2 separate regions of the Zea mays genome follow, and region 2 is linked to region 1. The links are chromatin contacts, called in public Hi-C maps. All regions are on one chromosome and are shown on one strand. Each heading gives the region's core, a stretch centred on a gene start, on an enhancer-like site or on the middle of the called end of the contact. The rest is flanking DNA. Distances are from core to core; before and after follow the strand shown. Region 1 holds the start of LOC100281533. Region 2 holds the start of LOC103636339 (GYF domain-containing protein).

Region 1 (6,302 bases), core at 2,920-5,419:
TGCTTTCACTTTGATATTTGTTGTAAGGGCGAGAGACTCCAACTTGTGGAGATTCCTCGCAAACGGGAAAAGTGATAAGAAAAAGGAACACCGTGGTATTCAAGTTGATCATTGGATCACTTGAGAGGGGTTGAGTGCAACCCTCGTCCATTAGGACGCCACAACGTGGAGTAGGCAATTTTTGTACTTGGCCGAACCACGGAATAAACCACTGTGTCTACTATGTTGTTTCTCTCTGTGGTTTCTGTGTTTCACAAGTACTCCTCTCCATCTACTTGATCCTATTGCACTAACACTTAACCAAGTTTTTGTGGCAATAAATTTTAAGTTTTACAGGATCACCTATTCACCCCCCTCTAGGTGCTCTCACATCTGCATTGTTAATGCCTAATTTTCTAACAACATCTGCACCACGTGCTCATTTTAATATTTGCTAATGTAGTCCTCGTAAAAGTAGAGATCCAAATAAAAGCAATTTACAATTATCTCATGGTGAAAATGTTGCAATCTATAAGTTTGATCCTGAAGCAATTAGAAAGGCATTTACTGAAATGGTCATTAAAGATGAGTGTTGGTATTTCGAACCTCACACCGATAAGTAAATTTACTATGCACGTTCTGGACTTTGGACGGTGGGCGCGGTGGGCGTAAGATTTATACTGGTTTGGGTAGAACGTCCCGACATCTAGTCATCGCACGGCTTGTGCTACTAGCACCATTGATGATTAAAGCTCGTAGTAGGGGGTTACAAGGAGGCAAGCGATGGATGAGAGGCTCCCAAGTCTCTTATTCATGGTGGTGGTGATTACAAAGTGGAATCCTAACTAAGCCTTGGCTTGACGACGGGGCTTCGGCCTCCGGGTCCTCCTCCTGTTCGTTGGTCTTTTAGGCATCGTCTTGTTTGGGATCCGTCCTAGCGTCCGTCGTGCTTCGGGGATCCAAGAGTCCGCTCCCTTGTCCGGGGGCCGACAAGGAGGGGGTCAGCCAGCGGTGGCTTCCTTAGGAAGGAGCCACCAGGTGAAGGTGAAACTGGGCGTTCTACCATGGGATAGAGCCACAGGTGCTTGTAGTCGTCTAGTTGTCCCGTATTCTTTACTGCAGACGACACAGGTAGTGTGGGGCCCGAGCGTCATCATTCTGGCTATGTTGACCCCTGGCCTTCGTCGTGTGGGGCTCAGCGCGGTTCGTCGTGTTGTGCCCTGCCAACTAGCTCTAATTATTCTGGTGTTTATTATGTTCGAAGACAAATGAATAATAAAAAAACTAGCATTACTATGGGCAAGTTTCTTCACGTGAGGTGTGCTGCACATATACTTAACTTAATTGTTTCTGATGGCTTAAAAGAAATGGATGACTCAGTTAGACGTGTGAGGGCTGCTGTTAGGTTTATTAAGGATTCACCTTCTAGGTTAGTGAAGTTTAAGAAAGTTGCAGAGGATGAGAATGTACAAACTAGTGCTTTCTTGAAACTAGATGTTTGCACTAGGTGGAATTCAATATATTTATGTTAAATAGTGCAATCAGTTATCAGAAAGTTTTTGCAAATTATGAGGAAGAAGATCCAACCTACACTATTGATTTATGCCGAGACAAATGTCATGGAATTCCACTTGGAGATGATTGGGAAAATGCAAAAAGATGAATGAATTTCTTGGTCATTTTTATTGTAACACCCCGTCCAATTTCTGGACCGATGGTACTTACTCCTGTCAGGCTGTCAGCTCTCTAGAATCATATATCGTCCCCATAGACCAACACGGGTCTTTTGTGCACACTTTGTCCTCACTCATGCGTACCCGAGAAAACTTCTCGGTCGGTCACCCATCCTAAATTGCTCCAAGCCAAGCACGCTTAACTTGAAAATTCTTTCGAGATAGTCTTCCGAAAAAGAAGATACACCTTTTTGATATGATTACTCTATTAATTCTATTAAGACTTGGGCCAAGATATCCCATCCCAGGTGCCAGGATATCACATTTATGGTATCACTCTTCGTGTTTCCACTCAACTAAGTGTGACAACTAATGAATATTTTTCATGAGATTGGTGAAGTGAATATGTTGTTACGAAAGTGGGCTGATAGAGATGATTATTTACGCCAAACAATGGCTAGGAGAATGAAGGACAATTATGATAAGTATTGGGGCAATTGACATGACAACGAGAATGCAAACGAGGGGAGGGAAAGGGCAAGGTGAAGGAGAACATAAACTTGCTCATCTTTGTTGCTACAACTCACGATCCAAGATACAAGTTATCTAATTATACCAAGTTAGCAACCGGGGAAATGTTTGGTGAGGAAAAGGGAGAAAAAGTTTGGAATGCAGCGAGACAATGTTTATATGATTTGTTTGAAGAATATAGAAACATGTATTATCTAAATGACGATTCAATGGCAGAAGTCAATGAAGATCAAACTCAAAAGAGAGGAGGAAGAATGATGAGATCATTAGTTGCTAAAAATATGAAGGTAGGCGGTAGTTCAATAGGCACTACCAAATCTAAAATTGACAAATACCTTAATGAGAACAATGAAGATGACAACAACAAGTTTGATACTCTTACATGGTGGAAAGTGAATGAATCTAGATTTCCTATATTGGCACATATAGTTAGTGATGTGTTGGCAATTCCTATATCAATGGTTGCATTCAAATCAATTTTTAGTACAAGTGGACGAATTTTATATGATTTAAGATCCTCTATAACTTCGTTCATGATCCAAGCTCTTATTTGTACACTAAATTGGTTGCGACGATCAACTCCCATCAACATAGAGGAAGACGTGGAATAGCTAGCCAAACTAGAAGAAGACAAGCTTGTCTACTAGTTTGTGAATAGGTTTTAACTTGTCTATGTTATCAACTGCAAATAACTTACACTTTTAATTGTTTTTACGTTGTACTTCATAATTAATTGTAGAACATAATGATGCAAAGGCTATGGAGAAGGCTGCTAAAAGTAGATCCGTCACCAAGCCATGTTCAAATGCTATTTATCATGTTTAAAGTGTGTGATGCACTTTGAGCCTTTGTGGCATGAATCTTCACTGATGCACTGATGGTATTTCTCATGTTTAAAGTGCATTTACTTCAGTTATGAGTTTAGTCAATGTGTTGCTGTTATGTGTAATGAATCTGACACACTGTGTATCGTGTGCTTCACTGATTATTTTTGAAGCCCTGGAGGAAGTTGTTTCTTTTGCAAATGACTTGTTATTTATTGTATTGTGCGTGCTCATGTGTTGTTTACTGTGGCCGGCTGCTGCTTAGCCTGCTTGTTTGCTGCTGCTGTTTACTGTGCTCATGTCTGGCTATTGTTTAATGTGCAGTGGCCGACTGGCCGGCTGCGGCTTGCTGGTGTGCTGTGATGAATCTGATAGGCTGCCGCTGGTTTATAATGGCCGTTGCTAGCTTGCTTCAATTGTTCAGTACTGGTGGCATGTAGAGCAGCAGCTACAATACAGTTTGTTTTTTGGGTAAAATCGAAAGCCAAACCGAGTTTAACGGTTAACCGAAGGACAGATTTTCGATTTTCCAAACCACATTTAGATTGTTGTTGTTTTAGAATCCGAACTTTTAAAAAATAAAACTGAAAAACTGAATGGAACAAATTCAATTCACTGATTGCCCAATCCTACTGCCCCGTTCGAGCCGAATCCACTAGAAACCGTTTTTATGGGTATTATAGTATTCACTTTAATTCATATGTATTGAAATACAGAGATATAAATAAAACTAAATCACACTCCAATCAATCTCAATACACATAGAATTAGGTGAATACTAGAGTATCCAAATAAAATTTTATGATTAATTTGGTAATTAGAGATTTCAAAAGGATCTATGATCACCAAATCGGTTTTTATGGAGAAATTTGATAGGGGCTATAAAACTGGAGCGGATTAGAGTTGGTTTGGTGACAAAAAATAGAGAGAATTCATGGTAACAAAATCCTATTCAAAATTGAGAAAAATAGTAACAAGATTTCTCCCATTAATTCCCACCATTTTCCAATTTACAAAATCAGCCCTTGCTCGCCCCGCCCCAGCTCGCTCGCAAGTCGCAACGCATGCCCTCTCCCGAGTCCTGCCCCTACCGACGGTACCGTCCGCGTCCGCCCGCTCCGCCTCCCAAACATTCCCCCCACCCCCTACGCGCGCGAGCCTAAAACCCTAGCTCCGTGCCCCGATCCTCCTTCCCGCCCATGGCCTCCGCTGACGCCGCCAAGCCCGCGTCCCCGCCCGCCGCGGATCCGCCCGCCGGCGACGCCATGGATGCCGACCCCGCGCCCCCCGCGGGGGAGGAGGCCACGCCGCAAAAGCAGCAGCCGGAGAAGAAGCGGCCCGGCCGGAGGAAGAAGGGCGAGGCGGCGGCCGCGGCAGACAAGAAGACGCCGCCGTCCAAGAAGTCGGCGGGCCCCGCGCTCGAGCGCCCGTCCAGGGAGAGGAAGACGGTCGAGAGGTACTCGGAGCTCGCGCCGCGCGCCACGCCCGCCAAGAAGTCCCCCGCTATTCTCCAGGTCAGCCAGCCGTTAGCGACTCCTCTCTCTCCCGCTCGGGCATGTCGCGCCTGCCCCTGATCTGTTGTTTTCACGCGGCTTCCGTCCCGCCTGCTGTCGCACTAGCAGCTTGCTAAAAGTCGCTACTTTCAAGGATGTCCTGACTCTTGGAACACGCCCTTTTCCATGCTAGTATTGCCGTCTGTGTTTCTGACTGGGAGGTTTGTTCAATTTTTGTCCTTTGAGCTCATCTTTTTGCCCCCGCTTTTGTGCTGCAGGGCTCCGGAACGAAGCTCAAGGACATACCCAATGGTAAGCTCGACCTCCTGAACTATGCCCCACTATTTTCGTATCACTAGCATGTTCTCCCTCTTCGCTGGCATTTCATTGTGTGATAATCCCTCTACGCTAGTGGCAGACCATTGTGTGGTAATCGACTGATAGTTCTGTAAAAAAACCGTCTTGTGGATTGTGTAGGGTTATTCTCCCGATAACCCTGCTTTTGATGTGTATCATATGATCTTTCACACCGTAGAGTTTTGTAGAGTGAAGCTGGTTCTGCCTGGTAATCCGATGTAGAGTTGTGTAGTTTGACGATGGACTCCCTAAATGTGACATCCTTGTCCTACATGTTCACCTTCTAAACAGACCTTCTAATCAGTGGCATCCAATTTGAGCACGGCTTTTAAGACTTTATACCTTTCTTATAGGTGTCTGGCTCTTGTTTGGAGTTTGGACTTATCATTTGTGTGTATTTAGGAATTTAAACTGGTGCATGTGGTGTTGATACAATGCAAAAGAATGAATCAATAACTTGAGATACATTTCACAAGCTTAGTCCCATAGGTTGTAACGGATAATGTGCTGCTGTCCAGCCTGATAGGTTCCTAAGGGCACTAATTGTGCTGAGTTGACGTATGAGAGAAAATGACATCCATGTCAGGTTCCAAATTAGTCAATTCTTGCACTGAACTTATCTATGCGGGACTGGTACCCATGTGCAAAAACAAAAATGTCTCTGCATGCCCACAGCCGTTTCTTCCCATCGCCAAATAAAAAACAGTCCATACTTGCTTTTGCCCATCTGTTTTCCTCACAAGCAGAAACCAGTGGTTCTTCCCTTATTTTAATTGTCACGATTTGACTCTTGAAATGAGTCGATTCATTGTCTTTTTCTAGTGGAGTTACTACTCCTTAGCTCGTATGTATGGTGGACAGGGGGCTGGTGACGATAGTTTCGGCGTCATATGGTGGTGACTGGAGAGAGGAGGGCTGGGAGCCAAGGGAGCTTGACAACATATTGTTGCCTTGCTTGCCTTTCTTTATTCTTTGCAGCTACTTAGAGCCATTGTAGCACCATTAAATCTCTACTAATATAAAGTAGGATATTTTCTGTGTGTCACCCTCCCGTGTACCTCTCTGTGCGTTACCCCTCCTTGCTCCCCTACGGCCTTTAAATTGTAAAATGATAGAAGTAAGCTAAAATTATGCACGAGTGTGGGCTTGAACCATGGTTGTTGGCTCCAAGCACACATTCACACCCACCTAGCCAACAGAACACACATGTTTTGTGTTTTATACAATATATGCAAGCATAATATAGATATTTTTATGAAAAAATAATACCAGGCCATGCTGCGCCTAGCCCACTGTGCTGCACCTAAGCCCTAGGCATGACATGGTGATCGGGTTGGGCTGGGTCGTGCTCGGTTAACAATGGGCTGGGTCGTGCTCGTGGGGCTAAACCGTGCCAGGCCACACGAGGAGGACCTCATCGCCACCATCCTCGCAAGACGCTCAGG
Region 2 (6,669 bases), core at 2,331-4,830, 160 kb before region 1:
GCTCCCGTCGGATCTGTTGAAGCAGCAGGTGCCCATCAAAATTCAAATGATGCTCCGCTTCAACCTGATGGATTCTGCCAGAAATGTTTGCATCATTCATGTTGTCCAGCCGACCAAAGTTTGCAGGCCACTCATCGCGCACACTAGAAACTTCATTCATTCTGCTAAGTGGCCCTTGTCTCATGTTTACAGGTGGAATGTCCTTGGGTGTTGTAGGCTTGGGATTTCTACGTTCATTTACACTAAGTACATTAGATGAGAGAGGTTGTTTTGGACGTCCTTCCAGCTCAGACCAAAGTAAGCCAAGAGGACTCAGATCACTGTCCCTTGGGACATTATGTTGCAGCAAATTAGCTTCTCCAGCCACAGAATGAGGGTCATGTGGTGTCGATTGGAAATCTGCACGGTCATTCTCAAGGTCTCGTAGGGATTGACCCATGCTGCTGTTAGGCCTACCAGTGTACAACACTTCTGTCATAAACATGAAAAAAAGTGTACATTAAACATGAAAACAAATAAACATTACCTCAGCAAAGACATAAATAGAGCAGATGAGTTTAAAATTTAAAAAACTAACCTTCAGCATCCTGATTCACTGATTCAGGAATGTGTTGCTGGCGATTACTAGTATTTGATATATCCTTTCCTGTTTCCGGTGAAGACAGCCAACCACTACGAGAAGGTATTGATGCTTCATGATCACCTCTTTTAGGATCAACAGCATTGCTTTCAGAATCCCAAATAGAAAATTGGTCAGTCCTCCCAGAGGAAGTAGAAGGGACACTGGATTCAAATTTACTTTGAGATGATTCCAGAGACTCAGAATTTCCATCACAAGGCAGAGGTATACGCGATTGCGTCTTTTGCGCAAGGTGGGGCATGACTTCGACAAGTGGACGGAAAGGAACATCATCTGGAAACTGAGACAGACGTACTGGTAACTCCAAACCGAAGTATCCATCTTCATACCAAGAGATTATGTCAGCACCCAGAAATGGACCCTGCACACCTCCTTGGGGATCCAGATAATATAATGTCAACTCTTCTGGATAATTAGCATGGCCACCCACTTTTATATCCATGTTGTTGCTTTGGTATGGCCTAGTGGGTTCTTGAAGATGCTCAAAGGATGGTACCTCAAACAGGGTGTTCGAATCATCAGGTAACTTAGTGCCAAGAGCATGATCAGCATTTTCCTTGATTTCAGCAGTTTTCAAACCTTCCTGGGTGTCAGTAATCCCATGTTGATTGCTGATGGCATTTTCCTCCAGACTTATCTTCAGCAGAGATGTACTGACACCACTAGGAAGTGTCCCTTCAACATAGGAGGCATCATTCACTGAGATTAAACCTGACGACCCTTCTTGACCCAACCCAGCAATTGCAAAACTGGCTTTGCCCATGTCATCATCAATGCCAGAAGCAGGTTCTGAAACAATTATAACATTTAGACTCTACCTAATGAATAGGAAGCCATGGATAAACAGTAACAGCACAACTAACACCCAGTGTAGATATACCTTCGAGCTCTTTTGCCCTCTCCTTTTTGTTTCCAATCCCATTGATTCCTTCACTGCTAATGACTTTACCCTTTCTAATATCTTCCAGGAGAGCCTGAACAAGTAATCAAGAAGGTAGATAAACAGAAAAAAAAGAGAGAGATTAGAGGTTAAAGCTAGTAGGAAGAATATAACCTAAGTATTACCTCTTCAACAGTATCTGGTGCAACAAATGCTAGAGGTTTTGCAGCAGTAGAGAGTGTCACAGAAGGAATTTCGTCCAGTTTCATGTGGACATCATCAAACGACGACATCATATTTTTCTGCCTGTATATATCAAGAAGCTTCCCTCTTGGGTAGCAGAAACTAACAGCAGTTTTTGCAAATTTCCCATGCACAGCTGGAGCACCGATTGATCCTGCAGATGATGGCCGGTTGAAGGATGCAACTGAGTTCGGGTTTCCCCTTCCTCTTCCAGCGGCAAAACCAACATTTGTTGAGTCCTTAACACGTCCTTTCTCGGATCCAAAGCCTGGAGCAGCACGGTGCGTAGCTGTTCCGACAGAATGACTTTCCTGCCGGTGACGAGGCCTCCATTTATCACGGGAATCAGACTCAGACAGCAGCCTTCCTGTGAATGTCAGTTTATCAGCATGGGTTTCATCCTTCTCTGCATCAACCTTCTTGTCTGACCTAGAGTCCTTCTCCTTGTCATCGGGTCCCCATCTTGATGACCATTTTCCATCCCGGCGACCCTCGTTCCCCAGGCCACGGGTGGAACCATCATGCCACCTTTCAGATGCAGGAGCTGCACGCGGATCAGTGATATCCCTTGCAGAAACATTGTCAGATCGGCGATCAATCTTGCGATTATCCACATCCCGGTCCACATCCTTCTTGCGCTCCCTTCTCCCAAGCAGGCTTGTCTCCCTCTCCTCTTCAAGCCAACGAAGACCACTGTCAGCATCAAATGCATTTCTCCTTCGTTCTTTCCTGTCAACAGTTCCTTCCAACATCCTCACTTCCTTTTCAGCAAGTTCAAGGGAGGACCCATGAGGCAGCGAGATCTGCATATGAGCATCCAGCATCGTTAAAGATCAATTCTACCAGCAGTCAATCAACATTATGGTATGAAGCAATCACTGAGGGAAGTGCAGTGAACACAAACCTTTCCATCAGCAGGTTTGGCGTAGAGCCACTGAGGAGAGAGGGGAATGCTGTTATCCAGGTGGTGCTGATCTGCATAGCACAGGGTCAACGCTCAGCAAAACATGGCCGATCCACTACTGACGCACAAGCTCGCGCTCCTACGCACGCAGACAGAGAACGAGGAGAGCAACCGCACAGGAACACATGCACCCACGCAGCGCGAACTGGGATACCCGACCGAACCGTAGGCAATGGCGTCCGTTATAGAAATTCATCAACTGCTAAGCAGGCAGTTCAAGATGAACCAGGAAGGAATAAAAGTCAAGTGATTTCGGGTGAAGAAATCCACACCTTTCGAGTGGTCGACGAACCCCATGGCGGCGGCAACCCTGTCCTCCTCGATCCCAAGCGACAGCCCACCTGTGCGACGCAACAACCAGACGTCAAATCGGGGACACCCACCAATCAATCACAGATCTACCCCAAGGCCAATAGGGCGGAGGCGTCGGAGGCAGATCGGATCTCCCGCGGGCCAGGGCGCCTAGGTCGGGCGTCTCACCTTTGCCGAGCGCCGAGGGTCGATCCAGCTTCCTCTCCGCCATCGCGGCCTCGCGGAGTGGGCTAGGGTTTCCGGAGGAGGGCGGGGAGAGAGATGAGAGGCAACAGCTTCTGCGGCGCGATTCAATCGAACGGGCGAGACGACGGAGGGAAGCAGAGCTAGGGTTTTGCGAGAGCGCGACGGCGCGAGCCGTCGAGGACACCGGCGATGCGAGGAGCAGGAGAGGGAGGGTGACCGGGTTGGGACTGGGAGCTCTATGTGTTTTGCACGGGGTGGCTTTTTGGCTGTGTTTCGATGGGGGCGTGGAGCGGGGCGAGATGACGAGCGCCAAGCAAAAGATAAATCATACAGTAGCTTATCGCGCGATTTGTTTGTTTCTATCGTTTTTTTTCTTTGTTTGTAGCAAAATAGTATGTTTGTTTCGGATTATCATCTCTCTAAATTATATAATCCAGCACAAATAATCCAGCAGGTAAACAAACACCTAGATTATGGGTTCAGATTATATAATCTAAAGCTTAGATTATAATAATCTCATAATCTTCTCAAGAGTAGCTTATTTGAGATTATTGTTGGCAAAAAACTCGTTACCCATGGATATGTAAATAGAAATTACAATACATGTCATCCTTATTTTTTCACCTCAAATAAACAAATAAGTGTACTGCTGTTGTCGGCGTTTCGGACCCCGGGGACCCTCAACCGAGCCGACCAGTGAATTTTATCGCTGCGTGCCCCTGCCCAGATGGGTTGGCGCAAGATGGAACACAAGAGGGAAACGCGGCTCGTGTTATCTCGCACCGAGGGATGCTCGTAGTAGGGGTTACAAGTGTCGCGAGAGAGAGAGCATGTTTGTTTGCTCGTCCCCCGCGCGACCCTCCCGCAGGAAGACCCTGGACCTCCCTTTTATAGATGCAAGGAGAGGGTCCAGATGTACAGTGGGGGTGTAGTTATGCGCTAACGTGTCTGGCAGAGAAGTGCCTGAGCCCTGTGTACATGCCAACGTGGCTGTCGGAGAAATGCTTGAGCCCTGCGTACGCGATAACGTGGTCGTCGGAGAAGTGCCTAAGCCCTGTAGAAGCACAGCTGGCAGTGCGGCTGGGATCCTACTGACGTCTCCTTGCTTCCGTAGGGGGCTGAGAACCACCGGCGTCATGGACGCACGCAGGGAACCATCATTACCTGTTACCGGGGTGAGCCAGATGGGACGCCGGTCTTGTTCCCTCGTAGCCTGAGCTAGCTAGGTGTAGGGTAATGATGTATCCCCTGTGGCGCGGTCGGTCCGAGCCCAAGGTCGGGCGAGGCGAAGACTTCTCCTGAGGCCGAGTCCGGGGTCGGGCGAGGATGTGATTCCTCCTGAGGCCGAGGCTGAGGCCGAGTCTTGGGGTCGGGCGAGGCGAAGACCTCCTCCCGAGGTCGAGGCCTAAGGTCGGGCGAGGCGGAGCTTCCTGTTGCGCCCGAAGCTGAACTTGGCTGTTGTCAGCCTTGCCCGGGTGGTTGGCACAGCAGTCGGAGCGGGGCGAGCGACGCTGTTTTCCTGTCAGGTCGGTCAGTGAAAGGGCAAAGTGACTGCGGTCACTTCGACCTTGCCGACTGAGACGCGCGTGTCAGGATAAGGTGTTAGGCGATCTTCGTATTGAATGCGCCTGCGATACGGTCGGTTGGTAAGGCGATTTGGCCAAGGTTGCTTCTCGACGAAGCCTGCCCGAGCTGGGCTTCGGGCGAGCCGAGGGTGCGCCCACCGCCTGAGGAGGCCCTCGGGCGAGGCGTGAATTCGTCCGGGACTACTGTTCCCGCCCAAGGCCAGGCTCGGGCGAGGCGAGATTGCGTCCCTTGGTAGACGAGGTCTTGACCTGAACCGTGCCCATCAGTCTTTGCAGTTTGTGCTGAGGGTGGTTACCAGCCGTGTTTAGGAGTGTTGGGGGTACCCCTAATTACGGTACCTGACGGTAGCCCCCGAGCCTCGAAGGGAGTGTTGGTACTCACTTGGAGGCTTTGTCGCACTTTTTTGCGAGAGGATCGGCCTTTCTCGGTTATACTTTGTTCCGGTGGGTGCGCGCGACCGCACCCGCCGGGTGTAGCCCCCGAGGCCTCGGAGGAGTGGTTTGACTCCTCTGAGGTCTTAATGCTTTTCGTGATGCTTCGGTCGGCCTTGTTGTTCCCTCATGCGGCCTAGCCGTAGCCCGGGTGCATGGTCAGGTTCCGAGTTTTTAGGCTGGTTTGTTGACGCTGTCAACAGTTTGGCCGTAGCCGGGTTGCGAGAGCAGCCCCCAAGCCTCTGCACGGAGCGAGAGGACGATCAAGGACTGTCTCGACTTTCATTATACGCCCCTTCGTCGCCTTTCCGCAAGGAGGAAGGGGGGAAAGCGCCATGTTGCCCTTGGAGGGCACCGAACATGGTGTTTCCAGTGAGTTGCTAACGGGTGATCCGAGTGGACGCCTATGCCCCGTTCGATAAGGTTCGGCTAGTGGCCTAGAGGCGCGCTCTAAAAGTACCTGCAGGTGATTTGCCGGACCCAGACCCATTTGATAGGGTCCGAGGGATCGATGCCTCCCTCCGGTGGGATTTCGTTACAAAATCGCTCCTGCTGGTCTCAGAAATGTCCTAGGGTACCTCGGGAGCGTAGCCCGAGCCTCGGCCATATAACGGGCGTACCCAGAGTCATCCCTCACTCTGCGTGCTCTGGGGCGGCTGTCGAACCCTTCCGAGGGGCCAGCCTTCGAACCCCGGATCAGTAAAGGGCGCGGAGCTCGAGTGCTCTGGGGCGGCTGTCGAACCCTTTCGAGGGGCCAGCCTTCGAACCCCTGATCAGTAATGGGCTCGGAGCCCGAGCGCTCTGGGGCGGCTGTCGAACCCTTCCAAGGGGCCAGCCTTCGAACCCCTGATCAGTAGGAGGGCTCGGGGGGCCGTTTCCTTCGCTGAGAAGGATCCTTTTCGAAATATCCCCTTTCCCGGTCCCTGTAGCAAGAGAGAGAAAGAGGAAGAGGAAAAGGATATGAATTTAAATAGCGTGGCGCATCTTTTCTGACGCGGTCATCATGGCAGAGGTGAAACGACGCCCGCTTCGCCTGCCAAAGGTGTTGCTTGCCCTGCCGAGGAGTTAATGCGACGGGACGGGCGATTCGCGGGGCGGCCGTTGCGCGTGCGCGAGTCGTTCGAGGAACGGAACACGGGCGCGTCGTCTTCATGCCGTGGGAGAGGGCTCTCCTGCCGCTTCAGGAGGGGACGCGAGCCTGCAGGCGATTTGACCGCTGCTTCCGCCCGTCAGCTACTGCAATTACTATCGGTCCACTTTTGGCCATGTCGACCGTCGCGCCTTTCCCCGCGGCTGGCTGACCCGTGATCGTTGCACTCCATTGGCACTGTTGGGTCACGCGCAGGGCTACCTCGAGTCACGGCACTGGTTCCGCAGTCGAGAAGACGCGGCATTAGCGCGAGTGGCGGTGCGGTTTCCTTGCACG

The links. Hi-C and Micro-C count contacts between places; a contact is called where the count stands out from the background.
Region 2: a Hi-C map of tassel shows a contact between it and region 1, with 3 times the contacts expected there. The contact joins the promoter of LOC103636339 here to the promoter of LOC100281533 in region 1. A contact is called at or near these places in 4 of 25 Hi-C or Micro-C datasets (ear, endosperm, leaf and 1 more) and 1 of 3 datasets of contacts at active chromatin or transcription factors (seedling).

The regions. Positions count from the first base shown.
Region 1 is chr8:166,897,001-166,903,302 of Zm-B73-REFERENCE-NAM-5.0, reverse strand. It overlaps LOC100281533, which reads left to right and starts at 4,169. Exons shown (of 11, transcript NM_001368025.1): 1 at 4,169-4,521; 2 at 4,779-4,812. The coding sequence starts at 4,207.
Region 2 is chr8:167,059,537-167,066,205 of Zm-B73-REFERENCE-NAM-5.0, reverse strand. LOC103636339 (GYF domain-containing protein) reads right to left here and starts at 3,580. Exons shown (of 9, transcript XM_008658691.3): 1 at 3,208-3,580; 2 at 3,000-3,068; 3 at 2,668-2,738; 4 at 1,706-2,566; 5 at 1,521-1,614; 6 at 578-1,429; 7 at 1-471. The coding sequence starts at 3,250.